Regions from separate parts of the Sus scrofa genome. Here region 1 is linked to region 2. A link is a contact called in public promoter capture Hi-C data. All regions are on one chromosome and are shown on one strand. Each heading gives the region's core, a stretch centred on a gene start, on an enhancer-like site or on the middle of the called end of the contact. The rest is flanking DNA. Distances are from core to core; before and after follow the strand shown.

Evidence for each region. Promoter capture Hi-C pulls out the DNA fragments that hold promoters and counts their contacts.
Region 1: a contact with region 2 is called in a promoter capture Hi-C map of liver, with 3 times the contacts expected there. The contact joins the promoter of NEPRO here to the promoter of QTRT2 in region 2. A contact is called at or near these places in 1 of 5 promoter capture datasets (liver) and 1 of 2 datasets of contacts at active chromatin or transcription factors (alveolar macrophages).

Annotation. Positions count from the first base shown.
Region 1 is chr13:146,897,774-146,904,854 of Sscrofa11.1, reverse strand. NEPRO (nucleolus and neural progenitor protein) reads right to left here and starts at 2,845. Exons shown (of 9, transcript XM_003132674.4): 1 at 2,637-2,845; 2 at 676-830. The coding sequence starts at 2,739. All of the region lies in intron 5 of GTPBP8 (GTP-binding protein 8), which reads left to right.
Region 2 is chr13:145,878,310-145,885,182 of Sscrofa11.1, reverse strand. It overlaps QTRT2 (queuine tRNA-ribosyltransferase accessory subunit 2), which reads left to right and starts at 5,321. Exons shown (of 9, transcript XM_005670209.3): 1 at 5,321-5,474. It overlaps CCDC191 (coiled-coil domain-containing protein 191), which reads right to left and starts at 5,220. Exons shown (of 16, transcript XM_021070343.1): 1 at 4,980-5,220; 2 at 2,966-3,004. The coding sequence starts at 5,072.

The sequences.
Region 1 (7,081 bases), core at 1,596-4,095, 1.0 Mb before region 2:
GAAATCTTGGAGTTCCCGTCATGGCTCAGTGGAAACGAATCTGACTAGCACCCATGAGGACACAGGTTCAATCTCTGGCCTCGATCAGTGGGTTAAGAATCCAGCTGTGAGCTGTGGTATAGGTTGCAGATGAGGCTCAGATCCCACGTTGCTATGGCTGTGGTGTAGGCCAGTGGCTACAGTTCTGATTCAACCCCTAGCCTGGGAACCTCCATATGCCCTGGGTGTAGCCCTAAAAAGACAAAAAAAAAAAAAAGAAATCGTCATCTTTTTTGCCTTAAGTAATGGAGTGAAAACCAAAGAGCATGAACCTGTAAGGTTCAATACAATGCCTGTATTTTTTGGCCCGTACACCCAGCATGAAGCACAGTGCCCAGCACATAGGAAGGCACAGTAATTTAAGATTGTATGTAATGAAGAAAATTTTTCCTAAAATTACCTATCTACTAGAAAAAAGACTGGGAAAGAATCAAACATAATTCCTTTCTAAATAAACTTTTTAAAAATGCTTTCAGAAAAAAAAGAGAACGCCCACATGCAACTGTGGGCTGAAGACCTATAAATCACAAGTAATTTACTGTGATTTCCATAAACAACAAAATATTAAGTGGCAGAGTGATGTCCATCTTCATCAAGTAAACATGTTGAGTCTTAAATACAGGACTTCCCCCTTACCTGTTTGAGGGCCAAATGGGGTTTGTGGCGGCCCATTCTGTTGTGATTGCTGTAAAGGAATGCGCATAACACATCCGTTTCTGCATCTAAGGTTTGGCTCTTCAGTGACAGTATAACAAGAGAGCATTCTTTAATTACAGCTGCAATGCAAAGGTCTAAAGCAGAGATGTTTAGTTAGACTTAATATGCATTTCTACATTTTAAGTATAGCATATAAAATGTACATTGAAAGAAGCATCTTCCCTTATTTAATAAATCAAGAACAAATTAATGTCATCATTACTGTCATCATTAATTTGTTCCTGTAGGAACAAAATGATTTCAAGTATGTGAGAAGTCACATAGGAAGGAAGGAAAATGGTGCCAGATGATATCAAGTCCAAGAAGTCACTGAGAGAACATGTGTTAAACTAGTATACTTAACACCTTAAGTACCCTGAGGTGGGAAACATGTTGTGTACTTCTCTAAACGGATAAATTAATTCTCTTAAAAATCAAAGGCACTGTATTTGGGTACTGCTTTACAAATATATTCAGAAAAGAGAAACCACTGTTAACAACTGGAAATTATGTAATTTATGTGACTGAACACATGGTACTTAGTAGAATGAGATGATAGCTTTTTGGTCCGAAAAGCTTTGAAGTAGAAGATGGAGTTAATGTGTTGTCTGTGGCTCTCAGGGTAGTACTAGCCTCCTAAGTGGAAGTAACACAGAGGCAGATTTCTATAGAACATAGAGAAGTTTCTTAACCGTCCCAGCTATTTGAGGCCAGAAAGGGGTGCCTTTGGGATAAAGAGAGAGCTGGTGAATTTCCAGGCCTAATAGGAATCATGTTAAGGAATTTTTGAATAGAGGATGGGGGAAGGTTTCTTGTAAACTGAGCAGGATGGATGGATAGGGCTGGGGATGTGATGATTAGGTAAGTTACAGGTATTAAATATTATTAATAACAGCTATCATTTGAGTATTTATTCACTGTATCAGGCACTGTTCCAAATACTTTACTCTTCCATCAAAACAGTTCTATAGGAATTCCCATTGTGGCGCAGCTGAAAGGAATCCGACTAGTATACATGAGGATGCGGTTCAATTCCTGGCCTGGCTTAGTGGCTCAGGGATCCGGCATTGGCATGCGCTGTGGTGTAGGTCTCAGATGTGGATCGGATCCCCCATTGCTGTGGCTGTGGTGTAGGCTGGTAGCTGTAACTCTGATTCCACCCCTGGCCTGGGAACTTACATATGCTGGGTGTGGCCTTAAAAAGCAAAAAACAAACAAAACCCCCAAAAAACCAAACAGCTCTGTAAGGCAAATACTGTTTTACCCTCATTTGGAAATGAGCTGAGACCCAGAAATGTGAAATAAGGACACTCCCATCCCTCACCCTAGCTCCAGCAGAGGAAGAGCCAGGTTTTAAACCCAGACCAAGCTCCTGCTGCTTGATAACGGCAATGCCACCATACACTGATATTTCACTTCAGAGCATACTCACCTAAATGACATCATTATATCCTCCCAACAACCCAGTGATGGGCAGGGAAGACTAACCCTATTTTACAGAAAAGAAAGGGGGATCTAGGAAGAGTGCGATTTAAGTGCAGAGTGCTTGAGTGACCCGCCGCTCCTCGGTGGAAGAGGTCGGGAAAGACTGTGGAGTAACCACGGCTCTTGGTGGCCTGCGTCAACAGAGGGTTCCCAGGCAGCACTTTTCCCTGATGCTAGCTGCGTTCGCCCCTCTCTGCCTTTTCGGCGCCCCATGGAAGCCCTGCGGTCGGCACGGTGGGTCCAGAGAACAGCAAAGCCAGAGGTCCCCACAAACGCCCGACCCCAGATGCCGCACACCGCCGTCATACCCAGCGTCCCGCGGAGTCCGGAAGTCCCGCCCCTCGCGCACGTGCGCCGGCAGCGGCCAGACGCCTCCTGCGGAAAAGCCTGCGCCCCTTATGGGGCGCCTCACTCACCCAGCGGTGTGTCAGGGTTCTGCACGATTACTGTACTGCGGCTGCCGGCTTTGGGGATCCTCACGCGGTTCCACAGTTCCGGGCTCGGCGGCAGCGCAGCCATCTTGAGAGACAGAGGAGGACCTGGAAAAGGCGGAGCTGGGCGAGACAAAATGAAACGACGAAGCAGGAGACGTCCGGGGCAGGCGGGGGAGGGGAGGTTGAGGAAGAGGGAGAGGGGGCGGGGCCTGGGGGCGGGGCGGGGCCTGGGGGCGGGGCGGGGGAGGGTCCTTTACGGAATCAAATGCGGTGTACCTGAACGACCCAGAAGTCATTCAGGCGCTGGTCAGGTACCAGAATATTTGGGAGATTTGCAGATGAGGGGGTGAGGCGGAGCCCCATCCATGTACTACTCAATCAAAATCTCTGAATAAGGCGAGGAATCTGCATTGTGTGTATGCTTCTCCAAGGGATTCTGAGGCGCAATCAATTTTGGAACTATTTCAAAGCATTTCACAAATGTGCAGAGTGAAGCTCACAGTTTAGTTGGTGCATACACCTCTATCTCCACCCCAGACATTAGGGGGAAAGGAAGAAGGGAAATAAGGAGGCAGAGTTTACATTTGTAACATAAGTGATTTACTTTGAGTTAGTCAAGGACAGCTCTACCTTGAGCGGCAACAAAACCACGATCACATCACAGAAATTGGAGGCCTCTGACTCTATCAACCCCATCTTCTGTCAGCGTCCAGAACAAGTTGATATCCCAAGCAGTGCTGACCCCCACCTCTCTAGTATCTAATAGTTCATTTATTTTCAGCCACCCTGATGCTACTTTACTAAAGGCCCCCACTGCAGTGCTAAATTACTAGCTCCTCCAAACCTTAGTATCCGTATAGATAAAATGATGATGATAATACAGAATGATAAAGTACTCAGAGCTGAAAAGTGTTTTGGAATGGTGCCTGGCATACAAACAGTACTCTTAGCAGAATTAATATTGTTAATATTTTTTTACTGTTTAATGCAAATAGACTTGTCATAACACTTTCCATGCTCTCTGTTTATACCTTTATACATATTAATTTCTCTACCTGGACCATTTCCCTTAAACACAATCTCCCCCAGCTCTGAGTAATTCTTCCTGAACATCCCTTTCCCACTCTACAACTTGATGTAGAGACCCCTTTATGTACTACCTTAATGCCCTGTGTTGGCTTCTGTATTAGCTTCCTGTTGCTGCCATATAGTCACTTACAGTTATATTACATTTCTGGAACTTAGAAGTCCAAAACTGATCTCACTGGTTCAAGGTTGGAAGCGCTAGTGGAAAATTCATTTTCTTGCTTTTTGCAGCTTTTAGAGGCCACATGTTCATGTTCCTTGGTTCATGTCTCCATCCTCCATTTTCAACGTCAGTAGCAGAGCATTTTCCAGTCTCTTTGCACCTTCTTTTTCTCTCTCATCCTCCTGCCTGCCTCCATCTTAAAAGGACCCTGGTGATTATTTTGAGCCCACCAAAATAACCCAGGATGATTTCCTCATTTCAGAATCTTTAACTTAATCACATCTACAAAATTTGTTTTGTAATGTAAAGTAGCATATTCATAGATTTGGAGGATTAGGATTTGGACATCTTAGAAGGGGGCATTATTCAGCCTACCACAAACTCTCACAGAATTTACCTCACTGTACTATATTAATTTGTATATTTGTATGCCTCTTTCTTCAGTGGTATGTGGGCTTAATGTAAATATTGTAAATAATGTAGGTTATTGATCTCTATATAACAATGCTCAGCTCAGAGCCTGACATGTAGTAGGACCTCAATTAATTTTTGACAGCTTTATTGAGGTAAAATTGGTATGCCAAGAACTGCACATACTTAGTGTGTACAATTTCACTAGTTTGTCAGTATTTAATGGCTTAAGTAAGAGACTAGGTATTCTTGAATAATGCTTTTGATGAACAAGTAGGAATTTCCCAAGCAGATAAGAGAAGAAGACATTCCTGACAGAAAGATGGTAAACAACGTGGGTTGAAGAATCAGTCATCCTGGATGCATCAGTATTGCTGGAGCATGATGTGTTTTGAGGGATAAAGCTGGGAGTAATGGTGTCAGGGACAGAATGTGGATTTACCTTGAAGGCTGGTGGCTCTCAATCCTGGCTGATCATAATAACCTGGCTAGTCTTTTAAAAGAGAAAAACTTCAGGCTTCACTTTAGAAATTCTTATTCATTAGGTCTGAGTAGAGTTCTAATCTGTGTTTTTAAATGCTCCTTGTGATAGTGGCCTATATTAGGAATCCCTTATTGCAGGTGACAGAGAAGTCATTGAGTCTTAGGCTGGGCATTTGTGGTCACCTTGCATCAGAGGACAAGCACTCTGGAGAACAGATTTGAAGGAGATAAGCCTGGAGAAAGGGAGGTAAGGGGATCTATTAAAAGCTGAGGCAAGAGGGAATGAAGGCCTGAATTCAAACCCTGGCACTGAAGATGGACACTGACTTATTTAGATGTCTAGTATTTAGGTATATAAATGTCTAGTATGACTTTCAGACTTTTGCCTTGAGTTTGAGATGTCACATCCAAAAGAAGAACAAATTTAAGTAGTTGGCAGGAATAGAGAGAGAACTTTGACATTCTGAGTTTGAGATTGCCTGTGGGCCATGTTGATACATAAAACTGACCATGATAGAAAATGATTTGATCACCAGAATAGGCCAAGGGAAATGGGGCCAAAAGAGTGAGTGAAGCTGGACCTACTAAAGAGATGAAGGGAAGAGAATTGATGAAAGAAGATGCATTATTCATTCAGCAAAGTTTTGGAGCATCAGCTGTTTGCCAGACACTATACTAGGTCCTAAAGGAAACAAGCAGTGGTGGAATGAAGTGCTTAGGTAGAGGGTTTGTCTTAAAGATCAGAAAGCTTTTATTTTCTGAGCCAGGGAGAAAACTAAAGATAGCTTTATACATGAGTATGTTTGAGGTGGGGGAACAGAAAGATGAAGGAGCTTCAGTGGAGTAGGATTTGCAACCATTACCCAGAGCAGAGGGCAGGGAGATGGGTTCCAGGTGAATGGTGGAAAATTAAAACCAGAGCCTGCTTGAACTGGGGGATATGGAAGAGGCATGGGCTCTGTATTTTACAAAGAAAGTAAGGTTTTAGGGTCATGCTTTAAAAAGTTTGAATTTGTGAAGAAAGACTGCCACAGACACACATCGCTGTGAAGTAGATGAAACCCTGTCCATCTCATTAGTAATCCAAGAAATACAGACTAAAATAATTTTGGAGTATTATCAAGTAGACCATAAGTAAAAAGCATCATGTCCCATGTTGGGCTTTGGACAAAAATTTATATATGAAGTTATCCTTTGTCACAATCATAAAAATGGAAAATGATATATCACACAATGAATCAGTGGTTTTCAAGTATTTTGGCAGTGGAATTCTTTTTCCTCACAAAAATCTTAACATGGAAATCAGATATGTAAAACAAATGAAAGCAGAATTGCAGTGGTTAAGGGTGCAAGGTAGAATGCAGGGTCCTTGCATTAAGGCCTCTTCCTAGGAAAGAGACACTTCCTAGGAACAGTTTGGAATCCAGTGTTGTAAATAAATGAATTTTTATTAATGAGAGTACTTTTAAATGATACATTAAAAGCAGCTTAGAAAACTATGTACAATGTGATTCCATGAAAAAAGTTGTCGTCCACACATTGAGAAAGGTCTGAACGGATCTAAATGAAGGTGTTAATGATGATTATCTTTTCAGCAGTAGGATGGGTCTTTTTTTCTTCTGTGATCTTTTTTGTATTTTCTAGTTAAAGGAGAGAAATATGTGTTGCATTGTAATGAGAAAAAATTATTTTTAATGCTAAATAGCATGTATCAAACTCTTAGGATATGTGTGTGCATCTGTGTATGTGTGTGTTTGTGTGCATACGCCGTATATTCAGAGACATACACTTTATGGGCCATTTAGCTTCTACCTCTCAGGGCCAGTCCGAGGCTTCTGTACTTGGCCCTGTGATGCTGGGCTGGGATTCTGCCAAACCCCATGGTCTTTGCCAGCTAGTAGTTCTCCTCATATGGACCACTAGAGGGAGATTGGAAGGCAGGAGGAGCTAAGGGACTTGTTTCTTCCTGTTTTCTTATTCGTGACAGTGTTACCTGGCAACAACTTTTCATCCCATGTAATGGCCTTTGCTTCTAGTTCCTGATTCATTTTTACATATTGGCAGAGCTAATTGACCCCTCAGAGGTACTCGTAGTACTTGGATGCTAGTATGCTGGCTGCTTTTCTCGTCGAAAAATCTGGGTCCACAAATCCGTTCTCTAAAAGTCTAAATTCTGGTAACTCTAAACTCTCCCTCTTGTCTCCCCAGCTCCAGGGGTTGTAACTGTTTCTCAACATTTATCTCAGAGTTATATCAGTGTTGCCTGTGTGCTTTTCAGTTCTTA
Region 2 (6,873 bases), core at 4,072-6,571:
TTCCAGGCCGGGGATCAGCATGAATCAAAGCAAAAGAAAGACTTATCTGACAGAGGGGAAAGATACTGGCCTGACAGGAATATCAGTAAAAGGGGTGTAACAGGCACATTGATATTACAGGTAGATTGACAGAGGGCCTTAAATCCCCATCTGGAATTTATGGAATTTCATCCAATGGCACACATAATCACTGATTCAAGAATGGAGAACTGACACAATGGAAGTGTTCAGAAAGCTCAAAGTAGCAGAATAGACTGGAGTAAGAAGATGTGTCACTCTATCAAGTCAGAATGAGGATGAATTGTAAATTGTGATGGATGGTTGCATTTGAGCAACCTGTCCCAGGATTCATAAGTTCTACTAAGCACCTGCCTCATTCTAAGTGACTTCAACAACCCTGAGGATGATTCACCAACATTTCAGCCTCAAGGTTTGCTTGATCTCTTGTATGCCAACAGCATTCCCCTCAACTACATTTTAGCAACCCACTGACATGGTCATCCCAAACCATTTTACACAAGATTTTCCATTGTTCAAACCAAATGCTGATAATCCCCTCTCCAACATCAACCTCCTATGCATCTCCGTTTTTGGCTCCTCCTAATTCATACACTGTTGTTGCACCTGACCACATCCTCCAGTCACCATATGCTTCTTCACAGGGTCCCCTCCCTTTCCTACTCTATGTGGATATTCAGCTACTATCTTACATAAGTGTCAAATCTCTTACTTCTTGTTTCTCCAATGAAAACCTTCAAGTCTGCATCAATCTGATCTACTAATTCCTGGGATCACAAAAAAACTATGGTCACCTGCTTTAGCCAAGTCCCCAATTCCATTGGGTGATCTTCCTTTTCTGTCCTGAAAAAAGCTCTTTCTCAACCTTCACTATGTTCCTTAACCTTTCCATATATGCCCCGCTCTTCCATTTTGAGAAGGTGGTCCACTCAAGTGGACTGGGAAGTTGTAATTATTTAGGGAACACCAGAGTTGGGATATATTCGGGAATAAAATTGGACAAGAAGAGAGAGAAGTGAACAGAGTGGTGGTAAGGAAGCAAGAGATAACAGTGTCACTAACAGATAATGGTGGAGAGGATTTCTACAATAAAAAAGTGATAACTGTATCAAACAACTGAGGACAAAGAAGAGACCACTAGATTTTGTCAGGAAGTCATTTATGACAAAATAGTTTGAGGACAAAGAAGTGACCACTAGATTTTGCCAAGAAGTCATTTATGACAACTTCCTGTGGGATATAAGAAACAAACACCAAAGGAAAATAACTGCAGACATGAGAGGATAATAAATACAGAAAGGCAAGGAGTCCAGGCTGTACATCCAAAAACAATGGAAAAGAAAAAGAAATAGTACGGCAATGAGAACAGACTACGGGATGAAATGAGGACTTACTGATTTTTTTTCAAGACAGGAGATTTGAGAGTATAATGGAGAAAGAGCTACTGCAGAAGTTTTAGCAGAGTGATAAAAGAAATGATAAAGATCTAACCAAATCAAGCTGGCTGACAACTGCATGAAAGAGGAAAATGATGCAGACAAATCTGAGCAGAATTTTACCCTTCTGTTTTACTTAATCCTTCCCTCTGGAAAAGCAGATTAAATGAAGGTACAATTAAGCACTGCAGGGGCTTCGCACTGTGACTTTCAACAATGACACACAAGTTGAGCCTAATGGAGGCTGAGGAGTGGGCTTCCCAGATGCTAGCCTCCATCACTTGGACTCACTTCATTGTCTTCTAAGTCAGGCCTCTGCAGGAACCAGAAAGCTTCTGTGGCCCCATCCAAACGAGCACCCTCCTACCCCGCACCATGAGCTTCCATTATATCCTTAACTCTCCCAACAGTTCTGAGTAAGTTGTTTAGCTCTCAGTGGACTATAAACTCTGGGAAGGCAGAAACTGTACCTGCCCTGTGCACTGTATTATCTCCAGTGCCCTAGTACTTAGTGGGAAATTAGTAAATACTGGCTGGATGAAAAAATGGTTAATAATGATTATATCTAGCCTAGGTTCCATCTGGCCTGGTGCTCATAACACCTGTCAATTTAGATAAGTAATAGCTCTTCGAAATACTACCAAGCAGAAAGGTACTTTCTCAGGAAAATACATTTTGAAACATGGTGCACAAATGAGTTGAGTATGGCAAATTGCCAAAATGACACTCGGTGGCACATACCTAAAGTGGTTTAACAGTACTCTCAATGTAAATGGTACTTGGACTCAAAAATATGTATCTCAGCCCTGAAGAGGCCTCAGTGGTTATCTAACCCAATCCCTCCCTCATTAAATGCTCAAATATACTCCTCATCACTCCTAACATTAAGTGAGCATTTAAAATCTACTCAAGGAATTCCCTTGTGGCTCACTGGGTTAAAGATCTAGTGTTGTCACTGCTGTGCCTCTGGTTACAGCTGTGGCATGCATTTGATTCCAGGCCCAGGGACTTCTACAGGCCAAGATCGTGGCCAAAAATAAATAAAACAACATAAAATAAAGTCTACTTGAATACCAGCAGTGATAGAAAACACATCTCTTTATAAGAATGGCCAATCTATTTGTGGATTGCTCTCATCATTAGAAGATTCTTACTTGTGATGTGTGCACAGCTTTTACCTACTGTATTGGTCCTGCAGATCAATGTAACTACGGGAAAGTCTTTCTAATTAGTTGAGGAAGGCCATAACCCTAAGACTTCTCCTCCCCTCCTTTCTTAGTCCTTTTCAGGTGATCCTAATGGTCCAAACCTGTTAGTGAAGTTTTCATGAGAATCAACAAAATCATGAAAAAAATACTAGAGTATAAAATTAAGGCAATATATATATATATAGTCACATGGGAAGGAAAATAGCAAAATATATGCAAAATGGATACCTATCAGTATTCTATGCCATCTGATTATGTGCAACTCTTAATTCTCTTTCTATCTTAATCATGAAATAGCCTTACCTTAATCCAGTGTTCCATATTGTCAGGGTCAAACATAGGCTGTAGGTAATACATACAGAATATTAGTAGACAGCAATATATTTATCAGCCTTGCTATTTTAATGTCATTCTCATTAAAACATATGGACAAGTATCCTTAGTCTTTCCCTAAAGCATCTTATTAGAAAGCTCAGCAACAAAAGAACATGGAATGCCAGCAGGAGGAAGAAACATGAAGCCTTTTCAGGAACATATTCTGTTTTTTAATCTCTTACCTAGGCCCATCTCCAGATTCTGATTTAATTGGTCTGGACTACGGCCCATGTGGCAGTATTTGTTGAAAGCTCCCCAGGGTTAAGATCAAAATGCCACATATAATATTCCTTATAAAAATCTAAACAAGCACTGATTAAATTAACCTGATTATTCAAGTGTTATGGAAGCAAATCTGCTTGGAGAAGGTATGCACTTCTCCTCAGGCCCATCTTTTCAGGAGCAGGGAGGGGGAGGGGGTTGAGGGTAGAGGAAGGGATAACCAATCTTCCACTGTTTAATAAATCAGTAAAGAGGCAGAAATCACATAAATTTCTATCCAGGCCAATCAGATATTCATCTTAAATTAGAAATCAGACCAACAGAACACCGCCTTTCTTCACTCTCTTAACCCTCAGAAGTTGCAGAATTCCCTCTGTTAGTCACTTAACAAACAGAAGTATTTGCTTTGCTAACAATTCAGGAGGGTTTTTAAAGAAGGGAATAACTAGCATACTGACACATGGGGAGGGAAAGGTATAATACTCTTTCACTTACATAACACTTCCCCTTCAAAAGACCTTACAGATAACTAATTAATGCACCTGTACTGCTGAATAATTTTGCCACTGCAACAAATAAACAGCTGATCCTATTAAAGCACAACTGACCTTCAAAGAGCTCTAGTGTTTTTATCTTTCCTCTAGGTAGTAACAATGAGCACTAGCAACATAAATCTTTCCTTTTGGGGTCCCCAAAATTGTCCTCAGTTTTTAACCTTTCATTAAGTTTATATCTATAACCTATTTTGGATCCAATCCATTACAGAACTGGTACAACAAGAGCAGAGGGTTTCCAACTCTCTCTAATGCTCCATTCTGCACCCTCCAGTATCCGGGGCAAAATATTCACCAAGTGGAATATATCCAGTGCTTTATTTAAGTGGTATATTTAGAATAAAGCAGCAAGCACTATTGCCTGGGGGCTCAGAAAGGCCACATGTCTATAAGATATATTTTTAAGAAAGTGTAACTGATCGGTGAAAACAGCTGTGAAGCCACTCCATTTGGCACTTCCATTTACATTTAAAGCATTTATTTTTGTGACGGTTAAAAAGGTAGTCTGTGGAAAGCACATACCCTGTGACTGTGACTTTGCACATGTCATTTACACGTTTCAAGTTAAGTGGGGTTATTAGTTGGATGAAAATACATCAAAGGGGATGACATATAAAATAGGATCTGTTTTTTGATTGTTGCTTGAATTTAGAGATTTTCAAGTGATACATTCAATAACCACTTGCATTCCTGAGTTCATCGTAGCTACTCTGTGTAAACCTAGAAGGGGAGGGATATGACAGAGAGGACTTAAGGTGAAGATCTTATCCCTTCAAAAAAGAACAATTTCCTACGACTTGCAAAACATAGGAGGCGGAAATGTAACCTTGAGGGAACTTCCCTAAAACCTGGAGCGGTGGGGAGAGGGAATGGTTCTCGAATTCTCTTCAGCAGGATGGGCACAACTGGGACTCCATGTTTTTTGAGAAAACCGTTTAGATGGAAAGAGTTTTTCCAAGACGCTGCCCACCCAAGTCGTAAGGTACCCGAACCCCAAAGTTCCTGGGCCCCCTTCACTTAGGACATTACTGGCTGGGTCGGTCATGGCGGGGACGGGCCAAGTAAGGATGCCCCTTAGGGAAGAAGAACGAAGCGCAGACGGGGCTTCAGGGCGGGTTCCCGCCTCCCCTCCCCGTCTCCAAGAGCTCCCAATACAGACAGATCACCTTGGTGGGACTCGGCTTCCTTGTAAACTGTTTCCAACGATTCAGCCCCGTCCCCTTCTTTGAAGAGGACCTTTCCTGGGGCGTCAGCAGCATTTCCCCGGTTCAGGCCCGGACTTGAGCCAAAGCTGCAACAAACGCTCCTTAACTTAGGTTGCTTCCAGGTCTCTCTGGGAGTTGTAGTTCCTCAGCCCACAAAGAAGGCAAGTGTGGGGCGCCGCCGAACCACCACTCCCATGAGGCTTTGCGATGGGGGAATGAGTCTGCTCAGTTACCCATGGCAACGGCAGCGGTCCCTAGGCCTTCCAGTCACAGGAGCTCGCTTTGCTGTTACCTTTGCCTTTTCCTGGCGCTCTGTGATGACGCAATGCCCCTTGATTGGCTCTGCCTCGGAGGCGGTGGTTTAGGGGGCCGAGAATTCTGCAAGCCGGACACGTGGTAGCCAACCGCGAGGAGTTGAGGGGGATTTCCACCCTAGAAAAGTTGGGCGGTTTGCAGGTAAGTGCCCTCTTTCCTTGTTGGTGTCGGGGATGCTACGAGTGAGTAGGGCTGAAACGAGAGTGTCACGTCTCGCCCAGACTCTTCCTGGTTGTGTTGCTGTAACAGTGATTGTAGTCCCGCCATGTCTCTTTCATTTTTCGGGGTCTTCTGGTTGATCCTAGCTTCTGTAAGTCCAGATTCTCCCAAATCGTGTGAGCTTCACCGCTTCTATGAGAGAAAACTGTCTTCTTTCTACTGACCTCTGCTTAAGGGTCAAGTTCTCATGTAGAAGTTTTTTCTACACTGCCTAGGATCTTGGGAGCGTTGGACTGAACTCAGATACCTGAGCTAAGTGCCTCTTGAGGTCTGGTACTCCAGGAAATGCCCAATGGAGTGAAGATAAATATATGGTTATTGGCTGAGCCTCCAGGGACAGTCTATGCTGGGATAAGCGGGTTCATAAGGCAAAGTAGAGATTTAGAGCTGGAGCTTTGGGCCTAACTACTTTGTAGTTGTATGACTTTAGGCAGCTTGGATCCTAGATTTTTTCATCCGCAAAATGGGAGCTATACTACCTAAATCATTAGGGTGTGGTAACCATTTAAAAATCAGTCAGAAATCAGAACTCTGCCAGAACATGTAAACTGAAGTAGACGAGATTTGTGAAAAAGATCTGTGAGGGAATCTGTGCCCTCAGACTATTATAACAATCATGAGTCCTGCTTGAGTATTCATCAGAAACCTTATGGATGATTAAACTGTGTTACATCAAAACTGTCCAGTATCATGAAATAGTTATTTTAAAAGGGTAGGTTAAGCTTTGTATCTCTTCTTTAGGAAAAATATCCATTGTGAATTCCCAAGAGAAAAGTGAATTGCAGAAAAGTGCTTACAGTATAGTATGTTTGCATTTTTTATTGAAGAACATCCTTTCTCATATACAAGTATATTTAAATATTTGTGTTACTATAAGAGAAGGGTTGTACAGGCTGGGAGGGTGGATAGATGCAGAGAAGTGAGATGGGGGAAATATGAACCATAATAACAATATAGCAAAATGGAAAACAATTAAAATTGTATCTTAACATTACATTTAATATGTAGAGGGTTGCATATATTTTTGGACAAGATGGGATTTCTAATAGACTATCAGCCTGTTAGATTACAGCCTTTAAAGCCAGACTTCTATGATTTAAGCCCTGGCTCTTCCACTTTGTAAATGGTGGCTTTTTTTAGCCTCAGTCTCCTCTTCTGTAAAGGCACATAATGATAACCTCTGCCTTAGGTTGACATGACAGTAAGCATTAGAGGAGTTAATATGTGAAGAACAATACCTGATACATAGTAAACACCCAATAAATGTTGTTACTGTTGTTGTGTCTTTAAATAGGTGAAACTAATTTAACTTGTTTTGTGA